2 separate regions of the Mus musculus genome follow, and region 1 is linked to region 2. The links are chromatin contacts, called in public Hi-C maps. All regions are on one chromosome and are shown on one strand. The core of a region is the stretch at or near the end of the contact, and the rest is flanking DNA. Distances in the headings are between cores, read along the strand shown. Region 1 overlaps Diras2 (DIRAS family, GTP-binding RAS-like 2). Region 2 has its middle 26 kb from the start of Gm33116.

Region 1 (6,825 bases), core at 195-2,694, 250 kb before region 2:
GGGAGGAGTAGGCAGGCAGATGAGAAACCAGTTGGACCTGTGGATCCCAGTGGTTCCCGTGAGTGGATTTTTAGTGGGATTAAAGACAAAATACCATAACCCCCATCTAAGCGATACTCATGCTATTCCTACTGACACACACTGAGGGATTGCCCCCCTTTTCCTCAAAGCCTTCTTTGTAAGCACCGGGTCAGCCTGTTAGGAGTATACACTTCATATGTAATGCCAAGGCCACTTGTGGCATGATGCTGTGTCAGCATTTCTTCAGTTTTTGAGTCAGGACATTGTGACATCATGTAAACATTGCAATAACCACCCTGTATGTGTGTGTGTGTGTGTGTGTGTGTGTGTGTGTGTGTGTGTGTGTGTGTATGTGTGTGTGTGTCCCCTATACTTTGAGGGTTCTAGAAATGTGAACTGACTTTCTTCTGACCTTCGAGGGTTGCCACTTCTTGCAGCCCTCTGATTTTTAAATAAAAGGAAATAAAGTAGGCATGTTTTTAGACTCCCTCTTCCCCTCCCCCAAGATGGTTTTCCTGTCTTAAATAACTCCACGAGTACCCAGCTGGGAACCAGCCAACCAAGAGCGTCTAAATAACCAGAAGCACATCCATTTTTTTTCTAAATGACGCGAGCATGTAGATGCTATGCGTTACACCTTAATGAAATACTTTGAAGCAGACGTCGTTCACTGTGTTTTTAACGATTTATCTACATCAGAAGTAGATTGCTAGAAAATACATTTAATTTGTAGTAAATCTTCTCCTCGTTCCTTGCTAAATGCTCTTAAAAGTTCCTCAGAGCAACGTGCAGCCCAGACGCAATCCTCTCCTAAGGACTTTTGAGTGCACCCCGTATCCTTCAGAAGGAATCATAGCTACTGCGTGAGGGATCAGTGGCCACAGTGGCTGCAGATAGGTTGGGCTAATCTCTCTTTCCTGGGCACAGTGCCCACGGCTTAGTGTAATTTGCCTGCCATCCTGGAGTTCGGCTGGATTTTGATTCTTGGAAATTCTTACTTCTATAGTCAATGAGAAGGCACATGCTGGTCTTGGGTGCCAGCTCGACCATTCTCTAAGCCATCTTACCACTGACCAGTCCGCAGGTAGAGGAGGCTGTAGCACTGTGTGAGCCTATACAGTACTCTCATGGCCAGCAGGCATGGCCAGTGGGCAGAGGTCCCAATGCTGGGGTGTTTTGGTCGGCCTCTTGCTCCACCAAAGCCTCCGAAGCACACTGTGTTCAAACACTTGCTTCCTTCAGACCTCTATAATTCAGTCTGGCCCTCTCTGCTCTGCCAATCATAACTCACCCTGGTGATGTGCTGAGGGCCAGGGAGTTCCCTCAGAAAACCGTATGCCTCAGCAATCTTACCATCTCCTTAGACCTCTAGAACAAAACCCTTGGGGTTATCTGGGCAAGCAGCCACACTGAGAAATGAGGAAGCCCAGGAACCAAGCAAGAAGAGCCTGGAGCCCTTGTGCCCCATCCAAACCCACTCTGAGTCTCTTCTATCTTCCCCATTTGTTCCCAGTGGCCATTCTCTATCACAGTGAGATGGAGTTATGGAATTTTCTAGAATGTCTTCAATTTGTTGTTCCATTTCTCCTCTCAGAGAAAACATATCACCTTGTCGTTTAGATTTGGGGAACAGCGAGGGAAAGACCACTGCTCTGTGGATGATGTGACACATACGTTATCTACACATCATATAGGATATATATATATATATATATATATATTTATGGCGATCCCTTTACAGTAAAATCCTGTCTGTCCTACCGACTGTCACCGTGCTTCAGACACAAGCATTGTGCCCCATGATTCCCTGTTTCCAGTGACCGCACATCAGGGTTCTTTCAGCCCTGTATGTCAGTTTCCATATTCCTAAGTGTTTCAGTCTTCATTGACACGAGGATCTTGCTATAGCTCCATCCACAGTCTTTGCTCCTCTCTATGCTGTCTGTGAGTTTAGAGGGTGGGAGGTGAAGCCTCCCTCCTTGGGCTTCATTTTGACACTACATTCTATAGATTGAGCCGAACACTGGGTAGCTATCTTAACATCACCTTTGGCAAACTTCCCTCTGACTCAGGGGCTGAGGACACAGTACTATCGGGCCAGTGGCTTTCAGCTTTGCTTTGGTCCCAGCCCAAGTCATGAAGCTGAGACTCTTGGTAATATCCTACATTGCACATGGGACTGGAAACTTCTGACCCAGCCTCAGCTCATTATAAAACTTGAAAACTTGCTTTGAAGATGGCACTCTGGGGTTAAGCACGGGACTCCATGAGCTCCCTAATCCCCACTGGTCCCCTCTCCATTCAGTGACAAGCCATGGGCAGGCATCTAATGCATCAAGTCCAACACAAGAGCAATATCCAATTGTCCACTAGATCTAAAATTATATATATATTATGTAATTTATCTTCCTGCACTTTTGAAGCATAAAGTAGTAAATTGTACATATATATCTCTATATATCAATATGCTAGTATATCGGTTTCACTCTTTGTAACATTCTTTGTAGAAGAAGATGTACTAAATATTTTAAAATTGCGCTGTGATATTCCTCCCTACCCCAAGTTTGTAACGTGTCGCTCCTACTCAAGCTGTTTGGAAACACCCAAAGCCAAAGGGGCATATGGAACTCCTATAGGAAGGACACCTCCTGGGATTCAGTGGCCCACAAAGACCTTGTGTCAATCAAGCATCTGTGATCAGAGTGATCATTGGCATGTGAGACGCCGGCACATGCTTCCACTGCAGCCCTTGCTGTTTCGGTTCCATTTCTGGGTGTGTCTAACTACTCTGTGGTTACGAGGATCACCTTGTATAAGGTTCTAGTGGCAGCGATGGCCCCAGTCCATGGAACCAGTTACAATAAAGCTCAGTTACAGCACCCTGGTTGGAGTTTGTTTTTTTTTTCTTTTGTTTATGTGTGTGTGTGTGCATGGACCTGTGGAGGTGAGAGGTTAACATCAGGTGTCATGTCTCAGGAGCCAACTATTTTGTTGTTATTGTTGTCGTCATTGTTGTTTTGAGACAGTGTCTATCACCGGGACATGGGGATTGCTGATTGCACTAGTGTGGCTGGCTAGAGAGCCCCAAGGATCATCCTATATCCCTCACCCTGTTACCCAGGCCCAACTTTTTAAACCACAACAATGAAAAAACCTATGGGCTCTGGATTCAGATTCAGGGTCTCATGTTTGCATAGCTTTCATATTAACAAGCAGCTATCCCTTCTGCCTCAGGACCTCTTAAACACACACACACACACACACACACACACACATACACACACATACATATATCAGAATGAAAACAAGATAATGTTTTCAAGTCTAAATTGATGAGTTTCAAATGCTAGGGAATGACATACACACACACACACACACACACACACACACACACACACACACACACATATACATGATATACATATACAGATTATTAGGATTATTAGGAGATATATATTTTACTCAAGCCACACACACACTGTGGCATGACATAGAGAGCTACAGAGAGTCAGGTTACCCCATGCATCGTCTGGGTTTTTATGTGGCTGTCTGAAGATCTAAACTCGGGTCTTTGCACTTTGCTGACTAAGTCATCTGTCCAGCCCTGCACTTCAGATGTTTAAGGGTTGATCTGGCTGCCATGGTGTGGACCTGCTGCTCTGCCAGCCCCAGCCACATGGCCTTGGGGGAATTAAAGGTTCTGAGCCTGTATTGGACAGTAACAAGCTCCCCTGGAGGGTTCCTGGGAAATTTTCCTCGTTGCTCCTGGCCCTGGGTGGAAGTAGGGGCTGATGCCTCAGGCATGGACAGGGGAGGGAGAAGGAAGGTGAGACACCGACTAATCAGCAAGGAAACCAGTTCTGCACACTCGCTTCCTTCAGGTAATTAAATAAGGACAAACCCCCTAGCAATTGCTTCTGGACTTGGGTTCTGCCACCTGTCCATTCTTCTTACTCCACAGACTGTTAAATAAAGCCTGCTTTTTAAAAAATCCAGTAAACAGACCAGAAATGATAGTCCTGACTCTGCTGCTGACCGAGTGACTGTGGTTGGCTTCTACTCTGTGCTTCTGCAGAAGGGGCATGAATCTGCAGGGTGGGCATGGGATTCATTTAATGCAATACCCAAAGCGCTGGGTGCTGGCTTGCCACATCTGAGCCTTCCGTGGAAGCAAGCATACATATGATAGGGAAGGTCTGCAGTGCAGAATTTGTTCTGTGCAAATACAAAGGTGCAGAAACTTTCCCATTTTAGAAGTCTTTTGAACAGCTTTTTGGTCATGCTGTCTGCACTCCATGCCTTCCAGTTCCCGTCTGCCTTTCAACCCGCCCTCCCCATTTCACAATCAATGATGCTTTATCCAGCCTTTCCTATCTATGAGTGGGTCCCATTGGTTTCCCCAGAGTGTAAAGATATTCTGGTTGCTATTTATCAGACTCCCCTGAGCAGATGAAGTGTTACAAAGGGATCTAGACTCAGGAGCATCCCATCCCAGCATCAAGAGATGTCCTTCCAGTCTTAATTATATAAGATGCATGCACACACACACACACACACACACACACACACACACACACACACACAGAGAGAGAGAGAGAGAGAGAGAGAGAGAGAGAGAGAGAGAGAGACATACACATACATGCACACACTTGTAGGCATGTCTGACAGCATGGAGGTTCATGTATTCCTAGATGGCAAGACACTATTTTCACACTAGTCATCTCCAGGCATCATTGGTGACTTAATCAAAGAAGACTTAAATTAGACTTACAAAACCAAGACTACATATGTACACATATATTATATGCATATTCACACACACACACACACATACATCACACACACATCACATGAACAAAATGTTTTAATGGAAAAGTTTCCCTGCTAGAGCTTAATTAAGCCAAGTAAGGACTTAGATTCCCCAGAACACTCAGAGAATTGAAGACTCCTCTTAATTGAGTTTTTTTTTTCCTAATCACCTTTGAGTAAATGAGCCTTGCAATGTGTTTGGAACAGGGCCGCTGATTCCTGTTGGAGGTAGTACACAGCCTTTTCAGGGAGAGAGAGAGAGAGAGAGAGAGAGAGAGAGAGAGAGAGAGAGAGAGAGAGAGAATGAATGAATAATCTTAGGACTATGGCTGAGGCAGAGTCATCTGCCAAATCCTTCAACTATGGTTGGAAATGATGAAGCATCTCTTTAAATTGAAGAAGCCCACCAACTACATAACAGCCCTGCGCTGTCCCCGAGTGTGCCTTCCACATGCAACATCCTCCAGAGAAAGAGATTCTCCAGGCCAGAAGCTGGAGATGGCACCCAGCCAGCCAGCATCAAAACCCAAGCCTTCTTTTCCTTTTCTGGCTGCCAGGCTGGGCTTTCCACTAATGGACGAGGACTCATCTCCGGCACGTGGTCTGGGATCGCTCTGCTGGGATCTGTCTTTTTTAGGTCACATTTTTACTGCTTCTCGTTACACTCCAAACTCCGGGCTGTCTGCTTCCATTCACACATAGCCCAAAATAGCAGCTCTCAGGAAGCACTAAATATAGGAAGCTTCAGACTGCCATTTACCTTCCCATTAAAGAAGCCTTCCTTTTGAGTTCTCTGTGGAGATGGCGTGTGGTGGGCTCCTGCTCCCAGTGCAAGAGCAGACTTCCCCCTCCTCATGCCAAAATTACCCTTGCTCCAGATACTGGGTCAGCCAGGACCGAGGGACATAAGTGAGGGATGGAGTCTTCCTGAAGGTCCTTACCCTCCGTCAGCAGCAGCAGAGACTGTAATGGGCATTGGGTGTCATCCCCCAGAAGGCCCATGAAGTAGAAATCTCCTAGATAAGAGCTGGGGGTGATGGTGGTGGTGAGATTTTTTTTTTTAGTAGGGTATGGTTATGAGGGTCTCCTTGTCTGACAACCCAGGGGACCTGGGGATTTTTGTCTGTATTTTTCCAGCTTGGTTACAGGTAATGGAGTCACAGTAGACAGCCCACAGGCAGAAGGCAACAAGAGAAGAATGACTGTTGGGTAGGTCATTATTCCATAGGGGAGCTTTGCAGGATCCCTGGCTTTATCCTACCACTCTACTGCTTTCTTTGGCATTGTTAACGTGGTCATCTCCTCATCTGCTGGAAAAGAGCATCAGCTATAGAACTCACAGGTCCCAACTCAAATTCCTAATTCCTATTCTGGAAGGGTGAGAATGGGCAACACAGCAGACTGTCCACTCATTATCTGCTTTATCGTCTCTGTGCACAAAACCATGTGAGTGTGGGCCACACCTCCTCCTTATCTGCAAATTCTGCATGCTGAATATTCAATACAAAATCTAGTCACAGTGACACACACCTGTAATCCAGGCGCTTGGGGGATAAGGCAGGGGGGGGGTCATCAATTGGAGGCCAGTGTGAGCTACACAGAGTGAGACCCTGTCTCAAAATTACATCCTGAGAGAAAGAGAGAGAGAGAGAGAGAGAGAGAGAGAGAGAGAGAGAGAGAGAGAGAGAATGGTCTGCTCATGTGTGCCATCCAGACTCTCCCCTATATGGATAGTGCTGCCCACTTGGAAGGGACTCTTGCATAACCAGTTCTTTGACCTAGTATGCAAGCATCTCCTGAAAGCATTTTTACAGACACCCCAAGAGGACTATATTCCCAACCCTTTCAGCATCTCTCAATCTGGTCAAAATATCATCACAGCTGGAAACTCAAATTGTTTTTCTGTTAGATTGTACCCACCTAGAATCCATAATTTTTTTTCCATTTTTATTAGGTATTTAGCTCATTTACATTTCCAATGCTATACCAAAAGTC
Region 2 (6,446 bases), core at 3,703-6,202:
CCTGCAAGGACCATTTCCCTGCCCATGTGACATGGTATTCATGTCCATATGTTTTCAGAAGGGCAAAATGTGAAGAGCAAGATGTCGCAGTGGAGAGAAACAAGCCTTTAATTTCTATTCTCATTTCTTCACGATGAGAGACGTCGCCGATCCTTTCAAGTCGTCGCCAGCAGCAATTACTTGTCCTGCTTCTTGTGAGAAGCCGTGGGCTACAGAGACAGGAAAGTTGGGGGCTGGAATCAAAGTCAAAGCGCCAGAATGAAAGTGCTCATCAAAAGACCGAACGTGGCTTTGAAAGATAAAAGAGATGGAGTCCAACAGACCACAGCCAGAAATGAAAGACAGAGGAGCGTGAACAGAGAGGAGCTGCTATTGTGGAGGCTGCTAGTGTGTGCCCACTCAGCCTGGGGAACTGCCAAGCTTCAGTGGGGAATATAGGCGCTGGTCCTGGGGTTCCTTGCTTGGCTGGAAAGTAATTCCGTGTTGGATTCACCAGCCTTGTCTCCTGATGGCTTCTGCTGGAAAATGGTCATCTACAGACAAGCAAATTTCCAGTACTCCAGAGACAGAGGCAGAGGCAGGAGGATCTCTGAATTCAAGGCCAGCCCGGTCTATATAACAAGTTCTAAGCCAGCCAAGGATTCACAATCATACCCTCTTTCCATAGACAAACAGACACAGTCAGACAGACAGACAATCTGACAGTTGAAGGTATGTCTGAACAGAGCTGGGGAAGAGGAATTCACATGCTTGTTTTTCTTTCTGTAAAAGAAATTTCAAACCTCATCTTGTGTTTCTATCAGACTTTTTTTTTACTGAGTATTTTAGTATAATATTTTTGCCTGGAAAATCCTTTATTAATTGGTCTGTAATATTTTTCTGATTTTAAAATATTTAAAATTCATTTTTAATTGTTGTAACAAAGTAGTAGACTTCACTGTGGCACTTTCATTTCTAGAATCATTACATTTTACTCTAATTCATACCCTCCCCCATGTCATCCCCCATGCCCTCCCTATGCCCTTCCCATGCCCTCCCCCATACCCTCCCCCATACCCTTCCCCATGCCATCCTCATCCCCTCCCCCATGTCCTCCTCCATGTCTTCCCCATGCCCTCCCCCATGTCTTCCCCATACCTTCCCCCATACCCTTCCCCATATCCTCCCCCAAGCCCTCCCCCATCGCCTCTCCCATCCCCTCCCCATATCCTCCCCCATGCCCTCCCCCAAACCCTCCCCCATCCCCTCCCCATATCCTCCCCCATGCCCTCCTCCATGTCCTCCCCATCCCCTCCCCATCTCCTCCCCCATGCCATCCCCCATGTCCTCCCCTCCCTCCTTCATGCCCTCCCTATGCCCTCCTTATGTCCTCCTCATGGTTCCTACCCCTCTGTGCTTTCTTACATTCCTACCCCCAGATAGGACCTCCCTTAGATCTCTTCATCCTCTTCCTCATCCCCTTTCTAGTTGTATGACCTAGATGCAGACATATGCACCCATACTATGCATACACACAACACACACACTACACACAACACAACACAACACACAGAGACACACTACATACACACAGAAATAAACCACTACACAAACACATAGCACACACACACACACCCCACAGAGAATTTTAAATCTAACATCCACATATGCTAGAAAGCATGCAGTATTTGTCTTCTGAGTCTGGCTTGATTTCCATAAAGATTTCCAATTCTGTTCATTGCCCCACAAAGCCACAATTTTAAGTTGCCTTTAGTTGGGTGTTAGACAAAGCATCAAGAAAAGCAGCCAGTACACCAACCTGTTCGCCCAGCTCTTAGGCCCTGGGGTTGCTCACATTTTAACATCTGGTTCTCTCATGATGGTTGGTGACTGAGTCAGACAAATTGCCCGATCTGGACTTCTCTCCACTGCTGGCTCCTGTGTGCCCTGTGAAGCACTAGCTCGCCAAAGCCTGTCCCTGAGTTGGAAGCTCATGAGGGGTCTGGGCTGTCTTGGTGCTACATTGCTCTTCTCCTATGTGGTTTATCCTTGGGAAGATGCTTCTGTCTCCTGCATGTGCATACCACTGAGCTGTGGGGCAGAAGGTGTTCCCTGCCCCTCCTCTCAGAGCCCTTGCCAGTCTCGCTCTTCACATTTCAGGAGCCTTCTCCATCCCTTTGTGGAGAGGGATTCCAACACTCTCCATCTTTCTCTTTAGAAGAGTCCATTGCTGTTGTCTTCTGATTCTCCTCCAATGGCATTGGCTATATAGCCTGCCATCTTCGCTGGAAGGCTGCCTTTTTTAATACTTTCAGCATTACAAATCATTTGCGCCAGGCAATAATCAATTATTGCCTACTGGATGGAGTCCATTGCTTGTATCAGAAGTTTCTGTCCCACAGTAGCAATGATGCTGGTCACAGATGTGCTCCCAAGACTCTTCAAATGCTCCGTGACCCTGCACTCAACCGCTCTGTCCACAGCATCCTTGGAAGTATTTAAGATCCACCTTCCAAAAGTCTGTGGAACACAGGAGGATGGTCCCAAATGTCCCTGTTGTTTTCTGACTTATAGCAGGTGTTTTCAGGAAATCCGATGTTAGATTTGTCCTGTTCAATGACTGATATTAAGGTGTCTTTTCTAGTGTCTTTTTTTACTGGAGTATGAAATTGACTGTCATTTAGGGAGTGGTAAAAGGTATGCTAAAAATTTTGAAGCTATTGATTCAAAGTATAATAGACTGAGTATTGATTAAAACACTAGTAACAATAATTATAGTTTACCTTGAACACTCATTTCCCACAGATACAAAAACTTCAGTTGGCATATGATCTTAGGCCTCTTGTAAAAACATGTGAACTCTCAAGTGTTATTCGAAAGAACTAAAGTCTTCCCCTGTAGGTGGCAACTGTGATAATGTTGATTTATAGTGTGTGTGTGGGAGGGGGAGAAACACACACACACACACACACCAAGTGCAATGAATTTGCACCTTGGTATGTGCAAAACAAGGATAGACACAGGAAAGAAATGCAAGCAGAGAAAGTTGTATTAGCCACGGCAGGCAAGCAAGCACAGAAGTGAGCTCTGATAGTGTTTGCTCTTGAACGAAGACAGGCTGGAGGCTCTGTTCAGGAAGACCGTTCACGTAGGAAGTGTTCCGGGGAAGGATACGTGCCTGTGCATGCTCGGTTGAAGACTTGCTCAGCATGGCGCCATCTTTTAAGAAGGAAGGATGACAGACACATTTGGTGACATGCTTAGCTCAAGGTCGTGGAGCACATATTTGTAAGGCTCACATGAGGGGCATGAACCCTTCTGGGCATGCTCACTTTGTGTAGTAGTTCCATCTGGAAAAAAGGAAAGACTCGATGGATGTGTGTCCACTAGAACTTTGCCTCTAAAGGTGCTGGCTCATGTAGAAGCTAAGAAAACTACTTGAAAACACAGATAACTCGCTACTTACCAATCAGATGTAGCAACCTCCCAACTTCTGGGAGTGTGAACTGTTAGGAGAATGCATCACAGAGAAAAGCAGAGAGTAAAAGCTTTTGGAGTCATCGCTTGTCCCATCCCTTCCATCTCAATGTTAAGTCTCAGATCAGCCTCTAACAGGGCCATGTAGTTTGTTTTAACTGCCAACTTGATACAACCCAGAATCACTTGTGACCGAGTCTTTACTAAAGAAACTTGTAGATCAGGTTGGCCTGTGAGGTTGACTTTGGGGAACTATTTCAACTTTTAATTAATGTGGGAAGACTTGTGAACAGTACCACTCCTTGCGTGGGGGTTCCTAGACTATATAAAATGACACTCACTAGGTGACAGCAGATGAGCAGACAGGCAAGCAAGGACACGTGGGTTTGCTCTCTCTTCTCTTGACCGTGGATGTGAAGCTATAAGTCTGTACCTTATTTGCCTTCCCTACAGTCGAGGCCTGTGACCCAGTGTTACAAGTCAAATGACTTCTTTCTCCCCCAGTCACATTTCTTAGAGTGTTTGCCTCAGCAACAGACCTGGAACGGGAACAAAGGTCTTCACTCCTTGTTTCTCCAGCTGCCACCTGGGCCTGTCACAATCAGAGAGCAAACCTGTGGTGTTCTATGGCGACAGAGACTAGGGGGATGCTGGGAGACGTCTAAGCACAGGCTGGTCCTGCTGCCTACTAAGCTCTGGCAGCGGCTCTCCATGCTCCCAGTGCAGCTTTCAAGCATCCATCTGAAGCTGAAGGCACAGAAGTTAAAATTTACAGCATGGAAAAACAGGGCAGAGAGGCAATTCTTTTGCCAGAGTCTGGTAGGCATTTCTACTAACTCAGATGCCAGTATTTCTCCACTTGGAAATAAATCAGAGTCTCGTGGGAGATCATAAACACTGCTTCCCACCTCCAAGGCAGCTCTAATTTGTAGCTGAGCGAGCAGTACAAGCCCAGGTAAATGGCCCTTGGCTGGGCCTTATGAAAAGTCGGTGTGGAAGTTTAAAAGAAAAAAACAAAACCAGCATATCATCCATCATTACCAGCAAAGACAAAAAGCAAAGCGACCCACCTTCCTTCCAGAGTATCAACAGCCTGGTGCAGTAGCGGGAGGTCCTCGGCCTGACCTGATGCTCATCTTAGCTGCTACCCCATTCCCCCAACACTTGCCTAAAGTCTCCATCACTATCAGCTCGGTGTTCATACGCAATCTGCACCAGGCAGGAGGTGGCTATTGATACGGTTAGGGATTGCCTTGAGCAAATAGCAGACAGGAAGCCACTTGAGGCAGAGAAGACTTCCTTATTTTAGCTCACGGTTTGAGGGGTTACAGACCTCCATCGAGCTGGGAATGGCTTGGCCACAGGTGACCCTGTGTTCAACCGGAACTCCCCACCTCCTATCTGGTGGGTCGGGAAATGGAGAACAGACTATAGGAACTGTGGCCAGACTAGAAACACTCAAGACCCGTTTGCTATAACCCACTTCCTCCTCCAGCGAGGCTCTACTTCCTAAGGGTTCCACAAATAGCGTGAGGGACCAAGTGTCCAACACAGGAGCCTGTAAGGGGCATTTCTAAGTTCACAACAACAGGGTAGGCAGGAAGTGTTGCAGAGCTCCTCCGGAAATGCAGTCTGCCTGGCCCCAGCCCCCAGGTGCAAGGCTACTAGATGAAAGGCTTGCTTGGGGTATAACACATAATTCATGCAAAAAAACAAAAAACAAAACAAAACAAAATAACCAAAACCTCCCTGGTGCCTCAGGCAATGGTACAAGGGGAACCAAAATTTGAGGTTTTTCTAGGAAAACCAAGGAGATGGAGATAGGGTGATTGCTGGAACTCTATGACCAGCCACTTAGCCTGCCTGGTGAGTTCCGGGATACTGAGAGACCTTGTCTCAGAACACAAGGTTGGTGACTCCCTTTTTCAACAGCTCTCGAGGGCAACCTGTGTCCTCCACACACATGCACACACAAAAGTTCATGGGCACTCCCCCCCCCCCTGCCCCATGACAGACATTCACAGGTTACCACACACATATAAAATTAATCAACCGATTAATTAATTTGAGGATATGACCCTTACAAATGAGAGCCATGAAGTCAGACTGTTGGAGAAAGCTAATACAAAACCGGAGATGGGCCAGACAACAGAGAATCTAAGACTAAGGAAGATGCAGAAGCCCGCGGTAAAGCCACTCTGAGGCAGAGGAAGGCTGCACTGATGCAGTGGGGGAGGGGGAGACGGAGCATATTCACATGCTTTTGGATGATGGCACACCTAAGCGCAGAGTATTTGGAGCTCAGGGTCCTTCCATTACATGGAGGTTTCTCTATCATGGTCACAAAATGTTTGCAAAACACAAGGCTTTACTTCCGAGGTCCCAGAGCTCCTACAAAGGCTGAACCATTTCCCTCAAAGACCTTCCGTGTTCCGTGACTCCCTACGGAAGTGCTCGTCCCCCTGCTCGGGAGACAGAGCAAAATGTGATCTATGCAGCTGAAATAAGGGCATTCACCCCTCTCTGAAATGACCAGGAGGGAAATCGTGGAGTCTCATGAGGAAACTGAGCCCGGTGACATGAGGGCAAGATGCATTCACTCACAAACAAGTCTCTGGCAGCCTCAGCCTCTACTTCAGCCTCCACTCCAGCCTCCAAGGTTCACAAGAGCTGAGCCTCTGGCTCCTCCAGTAAATATGTCTCTTTCCTGACAGAGCTTCCTAGCTTTAGGCCAACCAATGTCACTGTTTACCCGCTGGTCCCCTAACCTGTGACTCGTGGTTCTCAAGTAAGACTCATGACCGGAGTAATGGTAATTTATTTCATCTGCAGTTTTTTGAACTTTCAATTTTTTTCACTCTTATCTTTTTTTAATGGAACTTGAAAATATAAATCAAGACTGAGATTTTTTTTTTCCAGAAAGCAAAACTACATAAAACTAATGATGTCTCCAAGAACTCAATAGGACAATTCCCACTCACCCTGATAAA

Evidence for each region. A called contact is a pair of places that touch in the nucleus more often than the background predicts.
Region 1: a contact with region 2 is called in a Hi-C map of bone marrow-derived macrophages, with 20 read pairs. The contact joins two enhancer-like sites. A contact is called at or near these places in 4 of 15 datasets of contacts at CTCF or cohesin (the NIH/3T3 cell line, embryonic stem cells, pro-B cells and 1 more), 8 of 484 Hi-C or Micro-C datasets (B cells, bone marrow-derived macrophages, cerebral cortex and 1 more) and 3 of 115 datasets of contacts at active chromatin or transcription factors (embryonic stem cells and microglia).

The regions. Positions count from the first base shown.
Region 1 is chr13:52,500,455-52,507,279 of GRCm38.p6, reverse strand. Diras2 (DIRAS family, GTP-binding RAS-like 2) reads left to right here. Exons shown (of 2, transcript NM_001024474.2): 2 at 1-2,905. Among named protein-coding and RNA genes, the nearest start is that of Diras2, 27 kb to the left of the region's middle. Within about 2 kb of position 1,444, at least 7 of the 459 cell types and tissues checked have an H3K27ac peak or open chromatin away from gene starts, as enhancers often do. A contact at or near this core is called in bone marrow-derived macrophages, where this site is marked.
Region 2 is chr13:52,257,072-52,263,517 of GRCm38.p6, reverse strand. No RefSeq gene overlaps it. Among named protein-coding and RNA genes, the nearest start is that of Gm33116, 26 kb to the right of the region's middle. Within about 2 kb of position 4,952, at least 13 of the 459 cell types and tissues checked have an H3K27ac peak or open chromatin away from gene starts, as enhancers often do. A contact at or near this core is called in bone marrow-derived macrophages, where this site is marked.